Linked DNA regions of Mus musculus: all the other regions are linked to region 2. The links are chromatin contacts, called in public HiChIP or PLAC-seq and promoter capture Hi-C maps. All regions are on one chromosome and are shown on one strand. Each heading gives the region's core, a stretch centred on a gene start, on an enhancer-like site or on the middle of the called end of the contact. The rest is flanking DNA. Distances are from core to core; before and after follow the strand shown. Region 1 holds the start of Ppil2 (peptidylprolyl isomerase (cyclophilin)-like 2). Region 2 holds the start of Yars2 (tyrosyl-tRNA synthetase 2 (mitochondrial)). Region 3 holds the start of Ypel1 (yippee like 1). Region 4 overlaps Mapk1 (mitogen-activated protein kinase 1). Region 5 overlaps Prkdc (protein kinase, DNA activated, catalytic polypeptide). Region 6 holds the start of Ube2l3 (ubiquitin-conjugating enzyme E2L 3). Region 7 holds the start of Mapk1 (mitogen-activated protein kinase 1).

Region 1 (3,440 bases), core at 425-2,924, 810 kb before region 2:
GTCATGGTTGATCATACCTCACTTGGGACTATAGATAATAAAAATCAGAACATAAGCAAAATTACTATATAATTATAAATTATGATAAACTATGAGAGAGGTGAGTGGGGTGGCCAAGAAAGTGTTTTTTTGTTTTGTTTTGTTTTGGTCTCACTGTATATTCTTGGTTGACCTGTAACTCAATATGTAGACTAGGAGGACTTGAACTTACAGAACTTACCAGCCTCTGCCTCCCAAGTACTGGTAGTTTTGTTTAGTTTTGATTTGCTTTTGAGACATGGTTTCTCTACTCACTGTAGACCAGGCTGGCCTCAGACTCATAGAGATCTGCTTGCTTCTGCCTCCCAAGTGTACACCACCATACTGGGCTAAAAGATCTTTTGAGGTAAGATTTATTTGGAAGGCAGAAGTTATGAAGTAAGAAGCTGACAGGATGACTGCCTTTGGCTAACTGGGTGGATGGTGGTCCTTGTTAATCCTGCCAAATGAGAATCAGACCAGTGACCCAGATTTTTTGGTTGCATTTTCAGTTAGACAGGGTTATCTCCCTAAAGTAGGATTTGAGAGCATAGTCTCAAAGGAGAATTTTTTTTTTTAATATCCCCCAAACTGCAAGGCTAGGGGGTTTCTAATGTTTTATGTTTATGTAGGAATTTGACAAGACATCTTAAAATTATTTGGTTGAAGATCTTATCAGGAGGTTAGGGTTAGGGTATGGAACATACCATTTAGCATCAAAGTGGAGATTTGGAACAAGGAAATTAAGAATTCTTTGATCAGCCAGGCGGTGGTGGCACACACCTTTAATCCCAGCACTTGGGAGGCAGAGGCAGTGGATTTCTGAGTTCCAGGCCAGCCTGATCTATAGAGTGAGCACCAGGACAGCCAGGGCTACACAGAGAAACCCTGTCTCAAAAAACAAAAACAAACAAAAACCCAGCTTAGGGTGGAGAGATGCCTTAACAAATAAGAGCTGTGCAAGTCTGGCAAAGAGAACCAACTCCTCACTTGTCCTCTGAGCTCTACACTTGTGGCATGGCCACTATTTAACCACACACACAATTTTAAAAAGGAAACTTGGGGCCGGGCATGGTGGCACACTCCTCTAGTCCCAGCACTCGGGAGGCAGAGGCAGGCGGATTTCTGAGTTCGAGGCCAGCCTGGTCTACAGAGTGAGTTCCAGGACAGCCAGGGCTACACAGAGAAACCCTGTTTCGAAATACCAAAAAAAAAAAAAAAAAAGGAGACTTGGGACCCATTCTCCCGGCACATGAGACCCAGACCAAAGATCTGGCCACAGAAGGAGCAGAGAGGGCTTGGTCATCTGCCAGCTGATGGGCCTGAAGGGCGTGGGGACCGAACGAGAGAAGAGTTGAGTATACACATGGACATGGCTTTAGAGAAGGTGAAAAAGGTTGAAGATCTTTAGATACAAAGGAGGTGAGTCTGAGTGAGTCTGCCTAGCATAGCATGGACTGAACAAGTAGCCAGACAGTGCATAGAAAAGTTTTTGAGGGCTTGGGGGAGGCAACGCAGTATGGTGGGAGACAGGAAAAGTGGATTCTACTCAAAGTTAGCAAGCTTCAGCCTAGCACGGTGCCTGCACCCAGCACCTGGACACCTGGAAACCACAATTCCCAGAATGCTTTCTTCCAACTTCCGGGATCCAGTGCGTCGATCTCCGGAAGTAGTTGAGAAAGCGGAGGCGCCATAGTCAGTGTCTGCTGTGGTCTCTTCGGTTTGTTGCCACCATGGGGAAGCGACAGCACCAGAAGGACAAGATGTAAGTTGGGTCGCGTCTCTCGTCTCAGCTCGTCGCCGTGCTGAAGGCTATCATCTGAAAGCCTCAGCTCTCACAGGCGCGGTCTCGTCCCTCAGTGCAGCCTACGCGGGCCAGGGCGTTCTACCGCCGGACTAACTAACTTCCGGGATTTCCCTACCCCTAGCCTTTCTGCGAACGAGTTTTGCCCCTGAGTTGGTTGTCCGCTTCGTCCTGGCTCTAGTCTGAGAGCCTACACACAGGCGACAGCCTTCAAGTTGAAGATAGGCGGGTCGTGCTCCATGTTCCCCTCCCATTTGCTGCTGCTGTACTTTCTGTTTTCTGTTGTCTCTTCAGATGCTCCCCGCCCCTAGCTGCTTGCAAGGATATCTTTGACTTCTGTATTGCCAGATCTAGTATCCAGCTTTTCAGTCCTTGGGCTTCTTCCCTTTCCAAAAGTAGCCTTTAGTGAGATCTTACATGCGCTTAGTAGTTTTTTTTGTTTGTTTTTGTTTTTGTTTTTGTTTTTCAAGATAGGGTTTCTCTGTGTAGCCCTGGCTGTCCTGGAACTCACTTTGTAGATCAGGCTGGCCTCGAACTCAGAAATCCCCTTGCCTCTGCCTCCCGAGTGCTAGGATTAAAGGCTTGGCGCTTAGTAATTTAATCTGCGAATGATCTCTATTTCATTCCTCTTTGCTGGGCTTCCCCTCCCCTTGTCCCAGACCTCGGGGGTGTTTCCTTCATCCCTGTGGTGGATCTGTTCAAAGAGTCTCTTGCACTAAGTCAGCAGCTTTCACTCAGTTCTCCACTTGGAAAACTTACAGCTTTTTCAAAACTAGTATGCTAAAAGGGAACTTGATAATTTTCACACCTAAGCCTGCCGTTTCTTATCCTAGCTCAGTGGTTACATAGTGGGTCCCTGATTTACTATATATAGACTGAAGACAATTCTCATCCTAACAGAAGAACAACCGCACAGAGCAACTGGAGCTATGTTAGATCATGTCTGGGTCCTGCTCAAAATCACCCACCAGCTTCCCATCACACTTAGGCAAATAGAGAGTACTCTCCTTGATCTTTGACTCATTTTTGACTCGGCCGCTGTCCTTGCTTCTGTGTCTTTTTCTGCTGCTACGTACCTCATCACACTCTTCCTCTGCTGTCTCCTTTCTGGAACAGATTCAGCTTGTCCTGTTCCAGCCTCAGTAAGTGTTATTCCTGTAAAGGGCTTCCCCAGAGCTTTGTGTGCCTAGCTCTTCCTGTCAGATAGTCTATAAGTCCAGTTCATTTCCTTCTGGACAAGGTGCTGTTGATGTTTCTTTATCTCTCCATCTTTTGTCCTTCTTATGTGCCACACAATGCAGATGTTTAATGTGATTTGACAAGTGAGTGGGCGTTCTGTCATAAGTTACTTTTACAGCTTCTGTCCTGTCCGTGGCAGGACCCAGTAACACATGCTCTGTCTTCCTCAGGTATATCACTTGTGCTGAGTACACTCATTTCTATGGTGGCAGGAAGCCAGGTAAGGGGATGCTGGTGGTCCTGAAGAATGCTGTCTCCTGTGATCCAGAGCTATCCAGAACACTGACATTATAGTAGATAACGAGACGGTCCATAGTTGATAAAAAGAGGACATATACTCAACATAGTACAGTATACTTCCATCTTAGAGGAGAATACT
Region 2 (3,825 bases), core at 906-3,405:
AAAACAAAATTAGTTTATGAAGATTAAGATAGAGTACACAATTTAGACTCACATGAGTAGGTGTCTTCACAACAGCTACCTACTTTTGGGATTCTATGGCTAAGTTCCAAGCCTCAAAAGATGTAAGAGGTAAGACTTAAGCCAGAGGCTGTCTTGAGCAACTTAGAACATCGCATTTTTTTTTTCTCTCCAGACCTGGGATGTAGCTCAATAGTTAAGCACCTACCTAATAAAATAGCCATTCAGCCCTGGGTTCAACTCTAGTATCGTAAAAATAAAAATGGCAATATCATGTGACATAATAATTTACACCTTAAATAGAATCAATGAAAAAAACCTACAAAGAAAAAGATTCACTAGCTAAAACTGAATCATAACTACATATTAATTTTTCTCAAATGCCTATTAAAGCTTACCTTTCTACGGAATCATCTTGCTGTCTGACAAAGAACTGATAAAGTTCAAACGGTGATGTTTTCTCTCTGTTTAGCCAAACCGCATTGCCAGCAGACTTTCCCAGCTTTGCTCCAGTTGTACTTGTAATTAGAGGTACAGTGATTCCAAACACATCCTCTCCAGTCAACCTACACATACATTCATGGTATTCTGTTAGGCACAATTAGTTCCACCAAGCACAGTACACATTTAAGTCTGGTTACTTACTATATGTTTTTAAAACCCTTTCTCAGTCTGGACTCAGGTCCTCAAGAACCATAAAAACACGCATTTTATATCTACATGTGTCGTGCTTAAGTGCAATTGAGGAATGCACCTGAGCAGGTCAACAGGACTTGATTTTTGAAGGATCAGGTAGAAAAATGACAAAGTTGGGCGAAAGGATACCAGGAGGTACATTTAGAAGGTGGCTTTTAATATTTTTAAATGAGTTTTGTCGTGTAGCACACGAACCAGCCATATAATCTATGTTCCTCAAGAAAACTGTGAGGACTGGAGAGGTGGCTCAGTGGTTCTTCCAGAGATCCTGGGTTCAATTCCCAGCAACCATGTGGGATATAATATAAGAATTTGGTGCCCTCTTCTGGCATGCAGGTGTTACATAGAGATGGAGCACTCATACATAAATAAATCAATCTTTAAAAAAAGAAAACGCTGTGAAAATCTTTATGGAGGCGAAAAGCTAAATTAGTGCACACGGTTCTAAACAGAAGTCCAATTATTTTCAGGATAAATAACAATTTCTAAAGAAACTAAAGGCGACTTAGGGAAAACAGACACAATCCAAATCTTGAATATCGGTCTGCTTCCAGCAGCTCTAACTCCCAGCTCTAACTTACAATCTTCCTAACGAATAACACACTACTTCTGTATACTCGTCCCCGGGTTTCCGTAGGCTCTAACAATTCCAGCTTACTTGTGGATGAACTCGTAGCCAGACATGATGTTGCCCAACTGATCTGATCCGCCCAGTTGGACCCGGCATCCATAGTGCTGGAAAAGGTAGTAGAAGTCATAGGCCTGGAGCACCTGGTAAAAGAACTCCGCCAAGCTCATGCCCTCGGGGCTCTTGAGACGCGACTGCACGCTCAGCCGGCTCAGCAGAGTGCCCATGCGGAAGTGGCCGCCCACCGTGGCCAGGAAATCCACCAGGTGCTGCTCCTGGAACCAGGCCGCGTTGTCCAGCACCGTGAAAGAGCCCCAGGGCCGGCCGTCCGCGAAGAGGCGCGCGTGGTTGGCCGCCAGGGCCTCGAGCCCTCGCCGCAGGGCGTGCGCGTTGGCCCGCACGCACTCGGCGCTCAGCGCCTCGCGCCCCTTGGTCCGGCCGCTGGGGTCCCCCAGGAGGGCCGTGGAGCCTCCCACGAGCGCGATCACGTTGTGGCCGGCTCGCTGGAAGTGGAAGAGCCCCAACAGAGTTAGCAGGTGCCCCACGTGGAGCGAGTCGCCCGTGGGGTCGAAGCCGCAGTACACCGTCTGGGGGGACGAGCCCGCCCTGCGGCGGTCAAAGAGTTCGGGGAGCTCTGTCTTCGTGCCGCTCTCGGGGAAGAACTCCTTGAACAAGCCGCGGGCCCTCGGTGCCACCAGCATTCCCCGCGCGCCCGGGCGCACCGCACGCGACCCTCGTAGCCAGACCAGGGACTGCGGAACGCGGCACAGGCGCCTCAGCATGGGCGCCGCCATCTTGCGGGACACGCAAGGCATGCTGGACCTCTGTCGCCCTGCGACCGCGGGCGCCTCGGTGTCTCTCTACGCATGCTCGGGCGTAGCGGGAGGCCTGTTAGGCTTTGGTGCTGTAGGCAGTCCTGGAATGTGGACCGACTGAGTTCCGTCTTGCGGCCCCCGCTGTTCCTCTATCATTTCATTCCCGTTTTCTCAGTGAGGATGTCGTGATAGTACTTCCTGTCTCACAGCTGTGGTGAAAGCACTTGGCGGTGTAGTAAGCGCTCGACAAATGTTTACTGTCGTTTAAATGATCATGCAAAAGCTGTGATGCTCAAGTCCCATAAGTCTTGGACCTGTAGAAAGAACTCGGAGTGGAGTGGAGACGAAATTTCTTTGTACCAGTTTCCCCAGTTAATGAGAGCCTCGTCACAGTACAGGCAGGCAGGCAGGCGCGCGCACACACACACACACACACACACACACACACACACGTCATTAGTGGGTGTCCTGAAGGTGGCAGTCTCCTCCTAGCAAGAGGAAAGTCAAAACAGGAAAGAACTCCCTGTGTTTAGTATAACAAAAACTGGAGTCATTCAAAGTCATAACATATTAGGTGCTTTTAGGAATCCTCTCACCAGGATGAGGACTCTCATTTGCAATTGTATGGCAGGTGAGCCAGCCCCCAAGTCCCATTGTAGATTCTGACTAATTTTCTTTAAACATTTTAATTAGCGTACACAAATTGTACAAAATAATGAATTTATTCTGACATTTCCATATATGAGTAGACGTGGGCCATACTTTCAAAACTCCCTGATTTATGTGGAGTAGCATTATTGAGAATGTGCCATTTGTGGCCATCACCTACCATTGTGAGAGAAGTAGGGGTTATGGAGGGAGACAGAGAACAATTGAGCCAGGAGTAAGTTGCAGTAGAGGTGTGCTGGCTAGTTTTATGCCAAGTTGACAAAGTTAGAGTCATTGAGGTACTTAAACTGAGAAAATGCCCTCAACCAATGTGGCCTATGAACAAGCCAGTGGTGATCAGTGATTGATGTGGAAGGGACCAGCTCACTGTGGGTGGTGCCTCTTGATAGGTCCTTTCTCCGGTAAAATGAGCCAATTCAAACCAGATTAGATTATAAAGCAGATTTACTGTCCCCCTAGAATTGAGGCCAGGGGGGGTCGCCATGGGGGGGGGGAGAAAGGGCTTGTGGCAGGGGGTGGGGAGAGAGAGAGAGAGAGAGAGAGAGAGAGAGAGAGAGAGAGAGAGAGCAAAATGTGTAGATTGTATAGCAAAGAGCGTCTGAGGGAAGGGCAGCCCATCCCCTGGGCTGGAATGTACAGGGTTGGGGATAGGGTATGCCAGGTAGAGACTTAGGGATGCTGAGAGAACCTGGAAGCCAGATCTGTTTTCATATGTAAAATATGCACCTGAGTCTCTTGTCCCAGGGTCCCAAAAGAAACACCACCCTTGGTGGTCCTGGGTGCTAAAAGAAATCAGGCTGATCAAACAATGTGGAATAAGCCAGTATGTAGCACTCCTTCATGACTTCGGCTTTAGTTCCTTCAGGAGTCTTTCTGACTAGAGTCCTTGCCCTGACTTCCCTGAATGACGAATTATAAGCTGTAAAGTGAAATAAACGCTTTTCTTCCCAGGCCATTGGTCATATTGTTTTATCACGGCAATAGAAAGCTCAGGCCAGA
Region 3 (3,900 bases), core at 928-3,427, 770 kb before region 2:
TTTTCACTCCAGGTACGGTGTGTGGGATCCAGGCACTGAGCTGTAATAAGAGGGTCTCTCCTGGGGGCACAACCGATCTCATTCCGGGTTCCACAACATAGTGGCTTCCCCTGTATGCTCAGCTCTCTTCCTGTACCCAAACCCTCAGCTAAAACTTTCATCCCACGAGCCTAGCATGAGAAGATTAGGTTTCACATACTACAAATAAGCTGCTTCTTTATATTTTAAACTTTTGGTGCAGCATTTCTCAACGCTCCATCAAGAAAGATGCATTAAGACTATCCAGCCCTGTCGCCTCCATCCGTGCCTGTGCTTGTGGGACTGAAGAACGACATCAGAGCATCTGTGCTAACACAGAGTGCCAAACAAACAACTTCGGTTCTTTAGAATGCAAGGACAACCTGGGATTTAAGAACAGATCCCCTGAGGTACTCAGTGTGACCAGGTGTACCCCAGCAATGAAGGGTGGCTGAGCTGGGTCCGCCAGAGCTGAGGGGGAACTTCTGATTTGCGTGTCTAGTGGGGGGGAGACCAAGGGCCTCACACATGCTGAGCCCTACCACCCAGCCACACCCCCAGCTCTTTTATAAAATTAAGTTTATTTATAAAGTTGGAGCTGTGGTTGTGGTAGAGCACTTGCCGAAAATGCATAAGTAAAAAAAAAAACAAAAACAAACAAACAAAAAAAAAAACAGGAAAAGAAAAGACTTCTATTCAGATTGATTACTGGCATTGATTCAACTGTCTGTCTGTCTGTCTGTATGTATGTATGTATTTTTAGTGTTTCATATGGGCCAGCCCCTGGGCTGCTATATATCTGTGGTAAGTCAAGATTTTGGTCTAATCCCTAAGAAGACATGCTAACCACATAGTCCCTTGGCTAGGAACACATAGACCTAGGGATCCTGGTAGCAAAACTCTTCAAATACAGCACCCCTGACTTTTTTAAGAGCCCACAGTATGGCTGGAGAGATGGGCTGACATCCTTTAGCACCTGCTGCTCTTGTGGAGGATCCATAACTTCGGCTCTAGGGGATCCGATGCCCTCTTCTGGCTTCTCTAGATACCAGGCACACACACGGTGAATATACATGTGTGTGTGTGTTTATTTATTTGTACCCCACCATACACATGCACACAGACACCCACTGGACCAGCCCCTAGGGGAGAGGGAGACGGGTACTCAGCAAACATTTGTTAACACATCTACCAGAACACAGCAGAGGTAAAGGGCCCTGGGTGATGGGTGAGGGTGGCTTACTCAGAGGGGCCTGGAGAAGTTCCCCAGAGGAGGTGAGCCTGGTCTTGGAACTTCAGCGGAGCGAGGAGGAGTATGGTCAATTCTTTGACAAGATACATTAGTTAAGGTGAATACATTGTGGATACTTATAAGGCAACTGAATTAGAAAGACCTTGGGCTGAAAAATGATGTTTTCAACGTCTATTATCTATCCAAAACAGAATTCTGCCGGCTTTCTATCCTGGAGCTCAGTACACGATCGAAGATGACCATTTGTGCAGTTATTGAGTAGAGAATATCTTATTTAGTTGCTACTGTTAGCAATTTACATTGATAAAGCCTAGAGCCACAAGTGGTAAACAATGAGGACAATTCCCTTTAGTTATTATTGTACAGGCAACTTGAAAATGCCACCCCATAATATTCTTTTATTGGAGGTATCTTCTGTATTTATTTCTTTCCCCATTTTTTAAGGTAGGGGAAAAAACAATGGGGGGGGGGGGGCGAAGAAAAAAGAAAGAAAGAAAGACCGGGATTTTGCGTTGTCTTCTAATGACCCAAATACCAACAGTTCGGAACATCAGAACAAAAAGTCAACGCATCCTCCGCACTCCCGCCCGGCCCGCCCGCGCCCAACAGGTGCTTCCCCGCCTCCCGGAGCCGGAGATCCTCAGGTCTCCGCAGAGAACCCCTGAGGCCCGCCCGTACTCACGGCCGCTCCGCGGTCCGCTGCGCCCATCCGGCCCAGGCTCGGTCGGCGCGAGCTCGGTTTTCAGGCGGTCCCGGTGTGACCCGGGACGCGCTCCGGCCGTTGGCGCCCACTCCGGGCGCGAGGCATCCTCCTGCCGCCGCCTCGCGGGCCGCCTGCCCTTTGTTTTGGACCCGTAGCCCAGCCCAGCCGCCATAAACGGCCTCGGAACGTGGCGATGCCCAATCAGTGTCCGAGCCCCGCCCTCGCGTTCCCGCCGCTCCGCCCCTCCACGCTCCCCGCCCCTCGCCCTGCCCCACGCGTCCACCCGCGCCCCGCTGCGCTCGGGGGACTGGGCTGGAACGTGTCCGGGTGGAGCTCGCCAGGAGTCCGGTGGGCTGGCCTGACGAGGAACCCAGGCGAACCGGCAGGTCGCGGGGCCGGTGGGGAGGTAGGGTCCTGGAAGGCCAAAGGACCGAGATTTTCCACAGGTTTGCGCCTCAGGCTGCAGGCAGGAGGACCTCTGCAGCTGGGTCCCTAGAGCGCAAGCTTCTTCCCTCTCTCCATACTGACCACCCTTTCTCCACTCTCCAAGTCGCCATCCAAGAGCCTCCAGGTCTGCGTGGACTTGAATTATGGAACCCCAGATTAGATTTCCTACCCACAAAACACAGGCAGTATCACCCAGTCTCCATGCCCACATCTGCGCTTCTTCTGTTATTTTTTTCTTAGTCTCTTTAGATCGATTTTTCAAAGCACACTGCTGAGGGTGAATGTACACATTGCAGGACGTATTTGCGCCCTCTAGAGTGTGCTTGTTAGGATTTATTGTATTGAGGATACCCCTAATTGATTAGATTGTGGGCCCTTTGAGTTGCCATTTACTTAGTGAGTCTCCCAAGTGACTGATTACTCTATTTTTGTATTCGTCCTAGCTAGGGAGTCTCATGTTTTTTTGGCTTTTAGAATATGATCTCTGTAATTCTGTAATTCAAGCTGGCCTCAACTATGTAGCTCAAACATGATCTTGAACTTTATATTTTAAGCTTATTGTGTGAATAAGCACATGCCTGTGCACCAGAGGTTAGCTCTGCTTCTCACCTACCATATTGATCCTGGATTTGAACTCAGGTCAGCAGGCTTGATAGCGGCACCCTCACTCACTGAACCATCTGGCTGACTCTTCTATTTTTAAAGAATTTAAGCGGGAGAGATGGCTCAGCAGTTAATAGCACTGACTGCTCTTCCAGAGGTCCTGATTTCAACTCCCAGCAACCACATGGATTGCTCACAACCATCTGTAACGGGATCTGATGCCCTCTTCTGGTGTGTCTGAAGACAGCGACAGTGTATTCACATACATGAAATAAATAAATCTTTTAAAAAATGTGTTTTTTTTAATAGCTTAGAAAATAGTAGGTTTATATACGGCATTTTCCTATTTCCTTAGCATTGGTTAGGCCTCCTCCAGCCTTCCTTTCCTACCCATCCCACTTCTAACACCTACCTGTTCATATCATGGATACTCCAGTGCCCTTTTCCAGCGTCCTGACTTCTGGAAGCACTCCAGGAAAAACACACAAATCCAAACATTTCAAGCAGCTAGAATCTGCTTTGAGAGAGAACATGTATCATTTGATCTTCAACATTTTTTCTGTCTGCTGGGAGCAGTGGTGCATGCTTTTAATTGTAGTGCTTGGGGGTGGGAGACAGAGACAGGTGGGTCTCTGTGAGTTCAAAGCCAGCCTGGTCTACATACCAAGTTTCAGGTCATCAAGAGCTATGTAGGAGAGAGACCCTGCTTTAGGAAAAAGAGCTGCCATCCTTTTAAAGCTCATGGAAACCTCTGTACCCCTTCAGTTTCAGTCTGTATGTGGCTGGAGGTGACATATTTAACCTTGAGATTCTAATTGTGCAGCCTGCTGGGATTACAGGTGTGCACACCTGGTGCATTTGATGCTGAGACTGAGCA
Region 4 (3,648 bases), core at 1,026-3,525, 710 kb before region 2:
ACCCTTAATTCTCAATGCTTCAGTCAAGCTTAGAAGAGAAACTTCTTTCTGTAGTAGGTAGCTAGCAGGCAATGCAGAGACTTTCAAGTGGTCAAAGCACTGAAAGTGACCGCTGAATGCTTAGCTCTCATTTGGACATCTGTATCATGCTCCCCGAGGCTCAGAAAGTATCATGGAGGATGGCAGAAAACATGTAAGAGCTGGAAGATGGGGAAGAGAGAATGCTGTGGAAGGTTGTATATGCTCAAGCCGATCAACACGTCAGCACGAATGAGTGAAGGGCTCAGGATGATCTGATGAGAACAGTTAAGGAGCAATTGGCAAATGATGGCTGCTGAGGGAAGTGACTTTTTTCTTTGTGGGAATAGCCAATGTGGGTTGCCTAGCTTCTGGTAGATGCCCCCCCACCCCACATTCATGTCTATGTAGGCTGGATGCAAAAGTTATAAGAAAAACACAAGTATAAGACAGTGGGAGGAGAGATACGGTTTGGATATGACCTAGGTACATTGCATATATGCACAAAATCATCCAAAGTACATGGAAGAATTTAAATGTGTGTCTAGGACCTTTTGAATTCATGGTCTATTCCAGGACCGAGATGGGTTGGAACAGATTTAGAAGCACATTGACCAGCAAATAAGGGATTAAAAGCCTACAAATTCTGAATATTATTTAAGATGCTTTGTAAATAGGGGGAAAAAAAGAGAATCAACATGAGTCAATTATGAACAAGTCATGGTAAACCAACTTCATTTCCTGTTTTGATAGGGTTACCATAGCAACAAGAGTGTACTGGTCACAGCTTCTGGAGAACTCAAGCTACTTGAAATGTACTTCCCATTTGAGAGACTTCATCATAAGTGTGTTGGAGAGGGGAAAGTTCCTGCTCCTGAGAAGCTCTGAATTTAATGAGGAAAACACACACACACACACACACACACACACACACACACCCTACAACCCTTACAGAAATACACTTGCTAAACACGAAGAGAATCTGGGTAAATTAATTCCAAATAAGGACAAAGAAATGAAAAGTTGGGTCCCATGGTGCACATCTTTAATCCAAGCACCCAGGAGGCAGAGGCAGTCAGGACTATATGGAGAAACCCAGTTCAGGAAAAAACAAAGACCAAAAAAGAGTCCAACTGAGTCTACACAGGGAGTGCAAAGCACTCATATATACAATGAGACCCTGTCTAAAAGAAGAAAGAGGGCTGGACAGTGGTGGCGCACACCTTTAATCCCAGCACTTGGGAGGCAGAGGCAGGCAGATTTCTGAGTTCAAGGCCAGCCTGGTCTACTGAGTGAGCTCCAGACAGCCAGGGCTACACAGAGAAACCCTGTCTCGAGAAAAAAAAAAAAAAGTTAAAAAGAAGAAAAAGGGAAAGCAGGGTGGGGGAGTAGGGCAGCAAGTAGGCAGACTGCCCTATAGAAACCACATCCTATACGAGTAGACTTTTTCTCTTAAAATTTATTTATTTATTGTATATAAGTATACTGATGGTTGCTGGGAATTTAACTTAGGACCTCTGGAAGAACGGTCAGTGCTCTTAACCACTAGGCTATTCTCTCCAACCCTAGGAATAGACTTTTTACACAAAAGCAGGGGTACAAGCAATTTAGAAACATATGGAAAGAAAAGGGGCCAGAATGACTATGGGACCACTGACCTCACCCGCACCATCCCTTTCCAGAAGGAACCATGCTCACCCACAGCCCCCGATTTCTCTCTCAGAAACTATGCAATTCATGTGTAGCAGGACACTCTTGTTCTGGAGCTCCACTGAGGAGAACATTGTGGCCAAGCAGAGGAGTATGCTGTGGGTGTGCTCTCCTGTTGGCACAGGACTCTAAGTAGCTTAAGAATATTCTAGTTAAGCCTTATAAAAATAAGCATTAAGAAAATATAATACTCATCACAGTAGGAAGAACATATATTCCATTTACTATTTCTTAACTTGATTTTTATAGTATGCAGGATTCCATAGCTTTACCCTAGGTTTTACAAACAACAGAGGCAGAAATGGGTGGGAGGTATATCCCTTTAACGTAGGACTCAAGAATGATTTACATATATGTACATCTATATGTTTGTATATATGAACAAATGAATATGATGAGGGTGGACCCCTGTGTATTGTAGGCAAGCGTTCTACATCAAGTTACATCCCTTGCCTATCTGACTTAGAGATCTAAAGATGACTGTGGATCATGTGCTGGATACCATGGTTCTCAGAAGTGCAAGAGTCACAGAAGCCATAGCAGGTTTCACTGTTAAGGGGAAAAGCTGGGAAAAGAGATCTGGGGACATGACTCAGAATAAGTAATGATAAGTCAGTTAAGGGCAGTAAGAAACTAAAACAATAAAAGACTAAGAACCCTTATCCAACTATTAAACTATGTGTTTACTCAGACAGACTAAGAGGGGAAGAGAACGGTATTTCAGAAGTCAGAAACGTGAAACTTGAAACTGAGATAGAGAAGGCTAAGAACTGGAAAGCATTCTCTCAGTCTACAGTGAAATGAGGTTGGATGACTTTGGTGCTATAAGAAAACGAAGGGAAGGCAGATATGAGTGGAAAGAAAAGTGCTTTTAAAAGATGATAACAGGAGCTAGAGAAAGTACCCAAGAAGCTAAAGGGATCTGCAACCCTATAGGTGGAACAACATTATGAACTAACCAGTACTCCGGAGCTCTTGTCTCTAGCTGCATATGTATCAAAAGATGGCCTAGGCGGCCATCACTGGAAAGAGAGGCCCATTGGACACGCAAACTTTATATGCCCCAGTACAGGGTAACGCCAGGGCCAAAAAAGGGGAGTGGGTGGGTAGGGGAGTGGGGGTGGGTGGCTATGGGGGACTTTTGGTATAGCATTGGAAATGTAAATGAGCTAAATACCTAATAAAAAATGGAAAAAAAAAAAAAAAAAAAAAAGATGGCCTAGTCAGCCATCACTGCAAAGAGAGGCCCACTGGACTTGCAAACTTTATATGCCCCAGTACAGGGGAACGCCAGGGCCAAAAAGGGGGAGTGGGTGGGTAGGGGATTGGGGGGGTGGGTATGGGGGACCTTTGGGATAGCATTGAAAATGTAAACGAGGAAAATACCTAATTAAAAAAAAAAAGATGATAACAGAACAGGGGAAGGATGACTAGAAGATGCAGGTAGGCTACTGTGAGGGATTATGAAGAAAGTAGGCGGATTAAGGTTGGGAACTAGTGGGGTGAAAAAGAAAGTTCCCAATGGACAAGCAGGGGGAACGGCAAGGGGAATCATGTCAACTAAGACACACTTGCGAAGATGAAAGTGTACCAAGTTCCTCAGTGACTAGGACACAGGTTGATCGCCACAATCTGACTCATACTCACATCCACTCACGCAAGATGCCCAAAACAATGAGAACAGGTCTATTTCCCCTTCCGCCTTGTTCCTCGTGACAGGTCTCTCTGCATAGGCTTGGCTGTCCTGGAACTTGATTTGTAGACCAGGTTGACCTCTGCCTCTGCCTCCAGAGTGCTAAGATTAAAGGTATATACACCCTGCCCCCCTGGCTCAATGTTATTTCAAATGTAGTCTTTGAAATTGTCCCAAAGTTTGAGGACAAAATGAAAAAAGTTACTTTATACAGGAGAAACCAAGCA
Region 5 (3,493 bases), core at 684-3,183, 590 kb after region 2:
TAAGTGGGTATTAGCCCAGGAGCTCAGAATATCCAAGATACAATTTGCAAAACACATGAAGCTCAAGAAGAAGGAAGACCAAAGTGTGTATACTTCTACCCTTCTTAGAAGGGGGAACAAAATGCCCATGGAAGGAGTTACAGAGACCAAGTTCAGAGCAGAGACTGAAGGAATGACCATCCAGAAACTGCCCCACCTGGGGATCCATCCCATAAACAACCACCAAACCCAGATACTATTGCAGATGCCAACAAGAGCTTGCTGACAGGAGCCTGATATATAGCTGTCTCCTGAGAGGTTCTGCCAGTGCCTGACAAATACAGAAGTGGATGCTCACAGTCATCCATTAGACAGAGCACAGGGTCCCCAATGAAGGAGCTAGAGAAAGTACCCAAGGAGCTGAACGGGTTTGCAGCCCCCTAGGAGTAACAACCATATGAACTAACCAGTACCCCCAGAGCTCCCTGGGATTAAACTACCAATCAAAGAAAACACATGGAGGGACTCGTGAATTTAGCTGCATATGTAGCTGAAGATGGCCTAGTTGGTCATCAGTGGGAGGAGAGGCCCTTGGTCCTGTGAAGGTTCTATGCCCCAGTGTAGGGGAATGCCTGGGCCAGGAATAGGGAGCGGGTGGGTTAGGGAGCACGGGGAGAGTTGAGAGGATAGGAGATTTTTCGGGGGAAATTGGAAAGGGGACAACATTTCAAATGTAAATAAAGAAAATATCTAATAAAAAAATGGGATTGATTAAAAAAAAAAAGGTTGTAAAACAACTTTCTAAACTGGAGTAGCCATTCTTTTTTTGTTTGTTTGTTTGTTTTGGTTTTGGTTTTTTCGAGACAGGGTTTCTCTGTATAGCCCTACTGGCTGTCCTGGAACTCACTTTGTAGACCAGGCTGGCCTCGAACTCAGAAATCCAATTGCCTCTGCCTCTGGACTAGCCATTCTAATATCAAATAAAATCAACTCTCAACCAAAAGTTATCAAAAAAAGATAAGAAAGGACACTTCATACTGGTCAAAGGAAAAATCTACCAAGATGAACTCTCAATTCTGAACCTCTATGCTCCAAATGAAAGAGCATTTGAACCTTTATTAAAGCTCAAAGCACACATCCTACCACGCACAATAATAGTGCGAGAATTCAACACCTTACTCTTACATCATGGAAACACAAACTAAACAGACAAGTGAAACTGCAGAAGTTATGAACCAAATGGATTTAACAGATATTTATAGAACATTTCATCCTAAAGCAAAAGAATATTCCTTCTTCTCAGCACCTCATGGTACCCTCTCCCAAATTGAGCATATAATTGGACACAAAACAGGCCTCAACGGATACAAGACTGAAATAATCCTATACATCCTATCAGGTCACCACGGACTACGGCTGGTCTTAAATACCAACAAAAACAACAGAAAGCACACATACATATGGAAGCTGAACAACGCTCTACTCAATGATAACTTGGTCAAGGAAAAAATAAAGAAATTAAAGGCTTTTTAGAATTTAATGAAAATGAAGACAAACATACCAAAACTTATGGGACACAATAAAAGCAGTCCACACATGTTGAGAGCCTATGGTGCCACTTCTAGGAATACAGTATTTGTCACTGGGCTAAGACAAGGAAGTAGGCTCAGATAAGAGTATTAGAAACAGTGACCATGGGGCTTTGTTACTTAATTATTAATTTGTGTGATCCTTTTGCTTACTTCTTTACTTAATTACTATTTTGTGTGATCTCTTTACTACTTCTCTTGATGACTTCATCTTTGATCTTAGAACTGACCATGTTTTTTGGCTATCACAAGAATGATATAAAGCAGGCTGGGGAGACATAAAGCCGCTTCAGCCTCAGTACAGGCTGAGTCATGTGATAATTTTGTCAGTATAGGCTGAGTCATGTGATAATTCTGTCTGGCTGTTTTCCTTTGTCAATCCTCACTCCCTCCATTGAGACCCTGTTGAGTGACTAAGCTGGCTTGGTCACACACATGACAGGAAATGTGATACTTGACTGGGTCTGGTTGACCAGTTAATATGATGTTTACTTTCATTTATTCTCCAATAAATTATGTTTCATTATTCATTATGGCTGGAGAATAGCACACCCTTATGAATATAAACACACACATTCATTCATCCATTAATGGCACCTAGGTTGATTCTCTAACTTGCTATCATGAATGTAAGGATAGCTGGTCACACACCTTTAATCACAGCCCTAGTGAGGCAGAGGCAGGTGAATCTGTGAATTCCAGACCACCCTGGTTTACACTGTAAGTCCCAGCCAGCCATGGTTATAATTTCCACTTGTCTCAAAAATAAACAAACAAGCAAACAAACAAATGACAAATGATCATGAAGGCAAGGCATCGCTCCACTGATGTTGACTCCTTTGGGTAATGACCAGAATCGTGTGCCTAAGTCATAGACAGTGATTACACTTTTAGTTTTTGAAGGTGATTGATTTCCACAGTGGTTGTGCTAATTTTTGATCCTGTTTTTAGTGAGATGACAGTATTAGGCATGGAATCCATGGCGAGCAAGCACTTTCCCATGCACTCTCTGGCCGAGCTCCCCAAAGCAGCACTTGCTTTGCTTCTCAATCATCGCCAGTTTTTGTTTCTATTTCATTTCTTGAGGATAAATATTTGAAGTGGGCTACGATGGGATCTGAATGTAATTTTGATGTTTCTCCCTTATGTCTAATGATCTAAGGCACTGGCTCTCAACCTTTAATATAGTTCCTTGTGTTATAGCAACCCCAAACCATAAAGTTCTTTTGATTGCTACTTGATAACTGTAATTTTGAATCGCAATGTAAATATTACAGGATCTGATCTTAAGGAAACTTAAAACACTTTGCATTATAAAGCACCAATCTCCAGTTAACAGAGCGGGAGAGGGGACTCTACCTTGCAGTCCTCTGGAGAGGCGATGAGCAGGGTTGTGGTGAATTCCATGATCCGGACTAAGACTGTGCACTTGCTGTAATTGTACTTCTCTTCCTCGTGGAGGCTGGGAGGGCCCGGCGCCCCGGAGCCAAAGCGTTGTTCTACTGCTCTAGCGCTATGGGTTGCTATGCTTTCTAAAAAGAAAGCCACTGACTTCAAAAGTGAAGACTGTACTTCAGCACCTAGAAATAATAGCAGCAAAATATTACTATGCCTTTCTTTCTAACTCTACTAAAACTAATGTACAGTGCCTTTTTGAAATACAAGTGATAATATATACTTAATAACAAATTAAAGACTATTTCAAAGAAAAAAATGTTAAAGGAAAGATCAACAAACAGAAGCCATTTCTTCTTAGCTTCTTAGTTCAAATTTTGAACTAAATTATAATTGAAATAGAATTCAATTTCATATATAGTAAAAATGTCTACACAAGGTCAGGTCATTTATTTATGTATTCACCCTGCCACTGGGTTATATTCCCAGTCCTCTGCTATGGTTTGAACATGTGCTCCCACCTGCTGCAG
Region 6 (3,956 bases), core at 139-2,638, 900 kb before region 2:
CAGCCAAGGTTACATAGCAAGCCCATGTCTCAAAACAAGAACAACAAAACAAACAAACAAACAAAAAAAGAGTTATATTGTTTGAACCAAATTTGAAAACCTCTGAATTAAGTGTCCTGAATATTCTGCTGAATGAAAGCAATGCATTCTCTTCACATTTCTGTCGGCCTCATGTTGCCAGCTCTGTACTGCTAGTTTCTCCTTAGAGCTTCAGCCCTTTTGAGACATGGAGTCTGGGGTCTTGGTGGCCTAGCCCACCATTCCCCCACTGGTGTCAAGTGATTTTCCCTTAGGGAGTCTATTAATTTTAGATAGAAAGGGCATCAAAAGACCAAAGCAAAAATCCTTTCTAATGGGCACATGGATGTTACTCATGGAGTACAGGTACTTTCAGAACTTGAGGGTGGAAGCTGGAGGATCAGGAGTTTAAGGTCATCTTTAGTTATATAGTGAATTTTGAGGCCACCTTAGGCTACATGAGGCCTTATCTACATCTCATCTCCCAACCTCCAACACTTCTCCACTTGTAAAAGCACTGAGTGAGTGTAGGGTTTGCCTTCTGGCAGTTTCTTTCTTCCTCTCTGGATATTTCAGCCATTACTAGGATCATACTATGTAGCTAGGCTGGCTAGAATCTATATTCTGCTTGCCTCTGCCTCCCTCTGCAGGAATTAAAGGCACAATCCACTTATCTTCGGCTGCCCTGCACTGTCTTATTCATGGTATTTCTTCAGTGAGCCTTCCTGAGAAGCAGATCCTGTAGTTCTTGTGTGTAGGAGGCTGTATGTGAATGTTAGTGTGGGCGTGCACACACATGCATGTGGAGACCTGAGGTCCACAGAATTCTTTCCTTGTTTGTACTTTACAGGTTTTCTCCTTGAATCTGAGGCTCACCATCAATTCAGTTAGGCAGGTTAGAAAAAGAACTTCAGAGATCTAACTGTAACTTACCTCCCCTAGTGCTAATGACCATGCTTGCTTCTGTGTGGGTTCTTGGGAACCCAAATTCAGGTCCTTCTTGATCAGGCAGGCACTTTACCGATTGTATTACGTGTTCAGTAACAGAATAACTTTCTCATCTCCCAGTTTTGATTTCTTCACAATGTTTAGTAGTGCCTGAAATAATCTTGATTATTCTATTATTTTGTGTACACACTATTTATAGTGCACCTACTATGTGTCAAGCACTGTATGTACTTGCCATAGGATTGGAGGCGCCATAAAGTAAGGATCTTTAACTGTCCAGGTCACTCGAGTCTACACAGGATTCTATAGCCCTGGGACCTGCACACAGTAGGCACATTTCTCTATTCCGCGCTCTTCCCGGTTAGCCCCTCCCCCGCTCCAGGAAGTGAGGGGGTTCTAGCCGCCTGGCCTACCGCGATGCATTTTGGGAAAGCAGCAGCACCAGATCCAAGATGGCGGCCAGCAGGAGGCTGATGAAGGTAAAAGCCATTCTCTGGCGCTGGCCAGGCGGGGGGCGGCGTCCCCGGGCCGGGACCCCTACGGCGGGCCGCGGTTCCTTGGGGCGACGCCGTTCTTCATCCCTCATTGCGTGGCCCCGCTGTGCCGCGTGCGGAGAGATCTAACGGGGCCGCCTAGGCCGCAGCCTGGGCGGGAGCGCAAGGCCGCGCTGAGAGCCGCCGCTGCCGGCCCTTCGGATCAGCCTGGGCAGTTCTCGAGCCCCCTCCTCCTGGAGCGAAGCCGGGCCCTCCGTCGCAGCGGCCGCGGTCCGGGTCGAGGACGCCGTTGATGTGTGGGCCGGGCCTGGAGGCCCCAAGCTGGGCGCCCTCGGGGAAGAAAGCCGGAGCCCCGGCTGGGAGTACGCGCCGCGGAGCCGCCCGGTCCTGGGCCGCGGTCGCCGTTCTCTGAGCCCCATTCCGCCAGCCCACAGCTCCGGGACCGGGAGGCTGCGAGGCCCGAGACGGGAAAGGAAGGAGGAGGGCAGGCGGCCAAAGTTAGGTCAGTTAGTTGGTGGTCTTTTGAAATTGTGTTGGGTCCACGCAAACTGTCGCCTTGTGACTGCAGAGTCACACAGCCGACAAGTTCCAACTCTAGGAAGGCGTGGGGTCGTCTCCCTGCGTAGCTAGGTTCTCTTTTCTATCCACCTCTTAGTCATCCGCATCTCCTTTCCCTGATGAAGGGTGGGGGTTGGTTTCTGTCGTTGAAATCAAAACCTGCCAAAGTTTACGAAAATAACTTGGTATACGCACTTTGTATCTTGAATGTATGGGAGTGTCACTTCACTAATTGGCTCCTTTGGTGAAGCATACAATATAGGTGCTCAGTTGGAGTTTTTCACGAGTAGATCTGCGGACATCCTCTAAAGATAACCCGCCAGTGTTTGAGTGCTACCTGGTAGTGCGGCCGAGCTCTCGCCGGACCGGAAATAAAAAAGGTCGCAGGAGCTGGCTCTTGAGACCAAATTTGTATTTGGTTGATGGAGTCACTGGAAACAAAAGAAAGCCATTTGCTCACTGAAACCTAGAGAGAACATTTGATAAAACTAGAGTGGAAGTGGGCACAAAACAATTGTGATCAAACCCCCTTATCTGTTCTGCGGGTGACACTCCATCATTTACCTACAGGAAAGGAATGCTAATCACTTCCGTGTTCAAACCCCAAAAGTTGTCGTCCCTTCAGCCTTGTGGGTTTCAGTTTAGGAAGATTTCGTGACTGCATGCTGTTTTCTTGTAATTTGATGACATGAATTCATCTGCCTTTTCTCAGGTCCCCTTCTCTATCCTTTTCCATGGTTACCCTTCTTGGGCTCCAGAGTTCTTTTCTCTAAAGCAAGTATTTAGTCCTTTCCTTCTGGTTAAAATCCTCTCTGGTTTTGTCCTTAGAAATTCTGACTTTAAACATTTGTAAGTACATTTCTCTCTGTGTCTGTCTGTCTGTCTGTCTGTCTGTGTGTGTGTGTGAGGGGCACATTGTGTCACAGCGTTCATGTGGCGGTCAGAGGATAACTTGTTTGTTCTCTTTTTCCACCACGGGTCCAGTGTGGCTCGAACTCTGGTGGGTAAGCTTACCTGTGAGCTATCTTTCAGCCTAATCCTAACTTCTTACTTGGCCTGAGAGACCTTTCTTGGAAAGCAGCCTCCCAGTCTCACCTCCAACTTAGGAGTTTCTAGATGCTCTTGCACCTTATTGCACCAGCTACCATTTTCCCAATTTTTATTGTGTGCTTCATATTCATGACCATGATCAATATTCTCTTCGAGTTAGATACTACTATTCCTGTTCTGTAGAAGAGAGCAGAGAACGCAAAGATTCTTTGGCCTCTGCCCCACAAAGGAGAAGATAATGTATGATTTAACTCCGCTCCATGTGAGTCTAAAACAGAGCCTCATGATGGTACTCACTCTGCAGTCTCCCTTTGCATGTTCTGTCTGCTCAGCCTGAGAAAAGTTATCTTCTCTTCTAGAGGATTCCCTTCCCTTCCTGAGGAATCCTTGGGGTCAACACCTCTGCCTCCGACTCTGAACTCTTCCCCACTCCCAGCACAGTTCTTTACATTTCTCTTTGTAACAGTCAGATTTCTGCCCTATGCTAGGTAGGCTTTGTGTTTCTAAAGGGCAGGGGTTGGCTTTTTATTTTTTTTAAAGACAGGGTTGCTCTGTGTAGCTTTTGGTGTTCTGGAACTCACTCTGTAGACCAGGCTGGCCGTGAACTGAAGCCATCTGCCTGCTTCTGCCTCACTGGTGCTGGGATCAAAAGCATGTGCCACCCCCAACCAGTATCCCCCCCCCCCCCCTTTTTTTTTGAGACATGGTCTTCCTCGGTATCCCAGGCTGACTTAAAATTCAAAGTGATTCTCCTGCCTCAGTCTCCTGACTGCTAGAATTACAGGAATGACTCACCAGGATCAGCTGACATAATTTCATCCTGGTATCCCCCTAGCCTTGTTGATCTAGATGTCAGACATCTAGGAGGGAAATCACAGTTTTAAAATT
Region 7 (3,756 bases), core at 981-3,480, 680 kb before region 2:
CCAGCCTAGTCTAAAAACTGAGTTCCAGGACAGCCAGGGCAACAACACAGAGAAACCCTGTCTTAAAAAAATGAATTAACTTTATTTTATGCATATGAATGTTTCGCTTGAATGCATCTCTATGAGAACATCTCATCTTCTGGAACTGTAATTACAGACAGTTGTGAACTGCCATGGGAATTGAACCCAGATCAGCCAGTGCTCTTAAATGCCGACTCATCTCTCCAGCCCCTAAAATTTGAATTTTAAAAAGAATTCTGCACAGCAAGTGGAAACTTCAAAGGTGAATAGCAACAGGATCTAAATAATCCATCTTCTCAGGGTGGTGGGGAATGTGTGAGTTCAACTGACAGATCCTAATTTTTTTTTGTCCCTACTTAAAATAATCCCCCCTTAAATAAATGAGCCTATAGTGGGTAATCATGAGTGTCAATAATAAGTGTTACTGGCATATTTACCAGCAGGTACAGGGTAGTAATACATGCAAGACAAATGTGATATGGAAAGTACTTTTTCTCCATTCCTCTTTTGACTTGCAGGTCCAGTTCACTTTTATCTTCGTAATTGTATACTATGAGACATTTTGCTCATAAAAATATAACTATTCATGAGTCTTTTCTTTAAAAAAAAAAAAAAAGAACGTTAATTATTCTATCTTGTTAGCACACTTGGTGAAAACACACCTTTTCTGGCATTTCTAAAATTATGACTATTCAAATTTTAATGCATTTCTGAATAGACTTGTTCATCAGGAAAATATGCCGAAGTCCTGAGATTATTAAATCAAGGAGAGGCCTGTGCAATAGCTCAAGAGCTGAAGCATTTAAAACAGGATCTTTCTACAGCAAAGCTTGATTCTAGTTCTTCGCCCTGTAAAAGGACTTCCTTTCAATACCTTATCTGAAAAAGGCTGTCTTCTCTTTCCTCAAGATAGCTAAGTTAAATTAAACTATCTCAGAGACCTTCGATAAATGAACTTGTTTTAGTTAAAACAATACACTTCAACATTCCACATGCAGGAAATCCTGCAAGTGATCGTGCAAAAACTATTCTTGAACACTGAAACGTTATGGGGAAACGATCACAGTAATCGGGCTAAAACATATGGATACATTCACACTGTTAAGAGAGTACTCTTGAGGGTAACGACGGGATAATTTAAAGTCAAATTAGGACTAACTCCAAATACTTCTTAATAATTCTAGAGTGATGCTGGCTTATCCTTTCTGAAACACAATCGGTATATTTAAATCCATTTTGAAACTTCAAGATTTCAATATGTCCACAACCAACGCTGTGTCATTAACGGTTAAGCCCGAGGCAGAAAGCATCATTAGCGCTACTTAAGATATTTTGTGAATGCTGTTCACGTACACAGAAGAGAAGAAAAATATTTTGGTGCTCAGCACACAAGCCTATTATTCCGTCTTGCAAAACCATGGCCGCCGCCACCACGGACAAGCATCTAATACAATTCCTGGCTTTAATCTAATGTCAAGAGGCGGTGGCTATAATGCTATAAATTAGGAGACACAGTGTACTTCCGTTCCCGTCCCGAGGGAGAAGCCTCGAAAGTACGCGCTTTAAGACCAAGCCCCGGAGTCTTCGAGTCCTGGCCTCAATCGGGGTTGCCCCTCCAACCGCAAACGAGAAGCAGCAGAGGAAGACGAGGAGCAACACCTAAGCCTCGACCGGCTCCAGGACCCCGCCCCAGGGCTCCAGGAGTGAAGGCCAAGAAGCCAGGGGTCCGGGGCGCCGCAGAACGCGAGGCCAAGGCGCGGGAAGGGCCGTGGGTGCGTCCAGATCAGCCACAGGCAGGGGGCACAGGGTGACCGCGTGAGGCCGGGCCTGAAATCCAGCGCGGATACTCACCAAACCATGCCGTAGGCGCCTTCTCCGATGTACGAGAGGTTGGTGTAGCGCGGCCCTACGTCGAACACCTGCCCGCGGACCATCTCCGGGCCCGCCGCCGCCGCCGCCGCCATGTTGGCTGCACAGCCGCCGCCGCCGCCGCCGCCGCCGCGTTCGGTTCGACGCTTCGCGGCTGCCGCTCGACTTATGCTGCGCTTCCCGCAGGAACCGCGCTGCCGCCCGTGTAGCCGCCCCCGCCGGCGATCGGGAACGAGGAAGGAGGACAACACAGAGGAGAGAATTAACCGCCGGTAGAACCACTGCCAGCCTTCCTGCCTGACGGGCGGGCTACGAGTGGGAGGAGGGAAGGGTTCGCGTCGAAGGGCGCTAGGGCGGAGTCAAGGGCGTGCGTGTTGATTGGCTTCTCTTGGTAGAGAGGGCGGAGTCTCGCGGGTCGGCGGAAGCAGCGAGGTGAGGCAGGAGCACTGCGGCTGCGGGGGAGGGACGTCATGTGCGCTCGGAGACCCAAGCGCTGGGTAGCTCTAGAGAGCTAGGTTGGAATTTAGGCATAAGGACCCCACAGAGTCCCACCCACTGTCCTGGTGCTGTGCCTGGTCCAGAACGAACTCACACGGGACCAGGGACTTGGCTTGAGACCAGAGGACTCACTGCACACCAACCACGGGACCCCTGAGACAGACCTCTAAGAATACGTGGCCCACATTGTGCACTCTGATGAACTTAGACCATCAGAGTGGGACAGAAACCAAAAAGCATAACCCAGACCCAGAAAAAAACTTTCACCCTGTAATGAGCATAATTTTAAAAAATGCCTTTTAGACATATAAAACTAGATTAAGCAGGAATCCCACAGCATCCAAGGCTGCTCCTGATCCAGAGCTCAGTGACATCACTCACGCAAGATAACCAGATACAGTCCTAGAACCCCATGATGCCCACTGGACAGAATATAAGCAGAGACCAAAAGCAGTGATTTGCTCTACACATCTGGAGAGATACACCTTGATCTGCTCTGTGGCTAGAGAATCCACTCCCCCCCCCCCCCCCCCCCCCCCGCCAGGGTCCTGATCCTCAAATCAGAAACCTGATCTGAAGCTAAGATAGGTGACACAGGTGACCTTGGGGAGACAGGCTTAGGACTGTAAGAAATTTAGACTGTAAACCTTGCATGATGACCTTCAGCATAATAAAATATAACTTTTGTTATACTAACTACATATATCTACCTTCTTGCCCGTGACACACACCTAACAGTGTGAGACATAAGTAAGCAGAAACCAAAACACAAGACATTGAATCCCCTAATTAGAGGTTTGTTCAAGAAGATTTGCTGAATATCTACGGCACTGGAGCCAGCCATGCTTCCAGAGTGAAAAGACAGACAAAATACAATATTTGCACTTAAGTGTTGTGAAGAAATAAAAAGCCAAGGGAAAGTATAGAGAGCTGTGGGTAGGGACACTGGAAAAAGACATAGAAATTTGGGGACTCGGGTCCAGGTGTTGTGCAACAGTTTCCTGAAGGACTGAAACATTCTATGAACTTGAAACATTCTAACTTGAGGGGAAGCTTCTGAAATAGTAAACTAAAAACTAAAAGCAGCAAGGCGGCATGGTGCCTCACACCTTGATTCCCACCACTTGTGAGGCAGTGGCAGGCAGATCGCTTATGAATTGGAAGCCAGCCTGGTCTACAGAGTGAGTTCCAGGATAGCCAAGAATATGCAGAGAAACCCTGTCTCAAAAAAACAAAACCAATCAAAAAACTCAAAGGAGTTTCAGGAAGTCCTTAAAACTGACCAGATTCACTAGGCCCCTCCCACCAGAGTAAGCAATAAAAGCTGAGAGTCCCTCTGAGATGGAGCTCAGGTGAGCTGCAAAGACT

The links. Promoter capture Hi-C pulls out the DNA fragments that hold promoters and counts their contacts. HiChIP or PLAC-seq counts read pairs in DNA pulled down with a chosen protein or histone mark.
Region 1: a contact with region 2 is called in a promoter capture Hi-C map of 3T3-L1-derived adipocytes, with 3 times the contacts expected there. The contact joins the promoter of Ppil2 here to the promoter of Yars2 in region 2. A contact is called at or near these places in 7 of 39 promoter capture datasets (the 3T3-L1 cell line, 3T3-L1-derived adipocytes, cranial neural crest and 3 more) and 2 of 115 datasets of contacts at active chromatin or transcription factors (large pre-B cells and pro-B cells).
Region 3: a promoter capture Hi-C map of liver shows a contact between it and region 2, with 2.6 times the contacts expected there. The contact joins the promoter of Ypel1 here to the promoter of Yars2 in region 2. A contact is called at or near these places in 12 of 39 promoter capture datasets (the 3T3-L1 cell line, 3T3-L1-derived adipocytes, the HPC-7 cell line and 7 more), 1 of 484 Hi-C or Micro-C datasets (embryonic stem cells), 5 of 115 datasets of contacts at active chromatin or transcription factors (acute myeloid leukemia, embryonic stem cells, large pre-B cells and 1 more) and 2 of 9 other capture datasets (embryonic stem cells and pancreatic islet).
Region 4: a contact with region 2 is called in a promoter capture Hi-C map of the C10 cell line, with 2.9 times the contacts expected there. The contact joins the enhancer-like site here to the promoter of Yars2 in region 2. A contact is called at or near these places in 3 of 39 promoter capture datasets (the 3T3-L1 cell line, the C10 cell line and embryonic stem cells), 1 of 484 Hi-C or Micro-C datasets (embryonic stem cells), 1 of 115 datasets of contacts at active chromatin or transcription factors (embryonic stem cells) and 1 of 9 other capture datasets (embryonic stem cells).
Region 5: a contact with region 2 is called in a CTCF HiChIP or PLAC-seq map of the NIH/3T3 cell line, with 6 read pairs. The contact joins the enhancer-like site here to the promoter of Yars2 in region 2. A contact is called at or near these places in 1 of 39 promoter capture datasets (hippocampal neurons), 1 of 15 datasets of contacts at CTCF or cohesin (the NIH/3T3 cell line), 3 of 115 datasets of contacts at active chromatin or transcription factors (bone marrow-derived macrophages, embryonic stem cells and stem cell-derived neural progenitor cells) and 1 of 9 other capture datasets (liver).
Region 6: a contact with region 2 is called in a promoter capture Hi-C map of liver, with 3 times the contacts expected there. The contact joins the promoter of Ube2l3 here to the promoter of Yars2 in region 2. A contact is called at or near these places in 8 of 39 promoter capture datasets (the 3T3-L1 cell line, 3T3-L1-derived adipocytes, frontonasal cranial neural crest and 4 more).
Region 7: a promoter capture Hi-C map of neural stem cells shows a contact between it and region 2. The contact joins the promoter of Mapk1 here to the promoter of Yars2 in region 2. A contact is called at or near these places in 19 of 39 promoter capture datasets (the 3T3-L1 cell line, 3T3-L1-derived adipocytes, the C10 cell line and 13 more), 3 of 484 Hi-C or Micro-C datasets (CD8 T cells, erythroblasts and nephron progenitors), 7 of 115 datasets of contacts at active chromatin or transcription factors (the 230-238 cell line, astrocytes, embryonic forebrain and 4 more) and 1 of 9 other capture datasets (macrophages).

Annotation. Positions count from the first base shown.
Region 1 is chr16:17,109,486-17,112,925 of GRCm38.p6, reverse strand. It overlaps Ppil2 (peptidylprolyl isomerase (cyclophilin)-like 2), which reads left to right and starts at 1,674. Exons shown (of 21, transcript NM_001252444.1): 1 at 1,674-1,783; 2 at 3,232-3,281. The coding sequence starts at 1,752.
Region 2 is chr16:16,301,295-16,305,119 of GRCm38.p6, reverse strand. Yars2 (tyrosyl-tRNA synthetase 2 (mitochondrial)) reads right to left here and starts at 2,155. Exons shown (of 5, transcript NM_198246.2): 1 at 1,373-2,155; 2 at 417-584. The coding sequence starts at 2,136.
Region 3 is chr16:17,068,416-17,072,315 of GRCm38.p6, reverse strand. It overlaps Ypel1 (yippee like 1), which reads right to left and starts at 2,177. Exons shown (of 5, transcript NM_023249.6): 1 at 1,953-2,177.
Region 4 is chr16:17,009,953-17,013,600 of GRCm38.p6, reverse strand. The region is part of intron 1 of Mapk1 (mitogen-activated protein kinase 1); the gene reads right to left. Among named protein-coding and RNA genes, the nearest start is that of Mapk1, 28 kb to the right of the region's middle. Within about 2 kb of position 2,275, at least 82 of the 459 cell types and tissues checked have an H3K27ac peak or open chromatin away from gene starts, as enhancers often do.
Region 5 is chr16:15,708,366-15,711,858 of GRCm38.p6, reverse strand. Prkdc (protein kinase, DNA activated, catalytic polypeptide) reads right to left here. Exons shown (of 86, transcript NM_011159.2): 32 at 2,928-3,148. Among named protein-coding and RNA genes, the nearest start is that of Prkdc, 72 kb to the right of the region's middle. Within about 2 kb of position 1,933, at least 33 of the 459 cell types and tissues checked have an H3K27ac peak or open chromatin away from gene starts, as enhancers often do. A contact at or near this core is called in the NIH/3T3 cell line and bone marrow-derived macrophages, where this site is marked.
Region 6 is chr16:17,198,924-17,202,879 of GRCm38.p6, reverse strand. Ube2l3 (ubiquitin-conjugating enzyme E2L 3) reads left to right here and starts at 1,388. Exons shown (of 4, transcript NM_009456.2): 1 at 1,388-1,445. The coding sequence starts at 1,419.
Region 7 is chr16:16,981,856-16,985,611 of GRCm38.p6, reverse strand. It overlaps Mapk1 (mitogen-activated protein kinase 1), which reads right to left and starts at 2,230. Exons shown (of 9, transcript NM_011949.3): 1 at 1,873-2,230. The coding sequence starts at 1,985.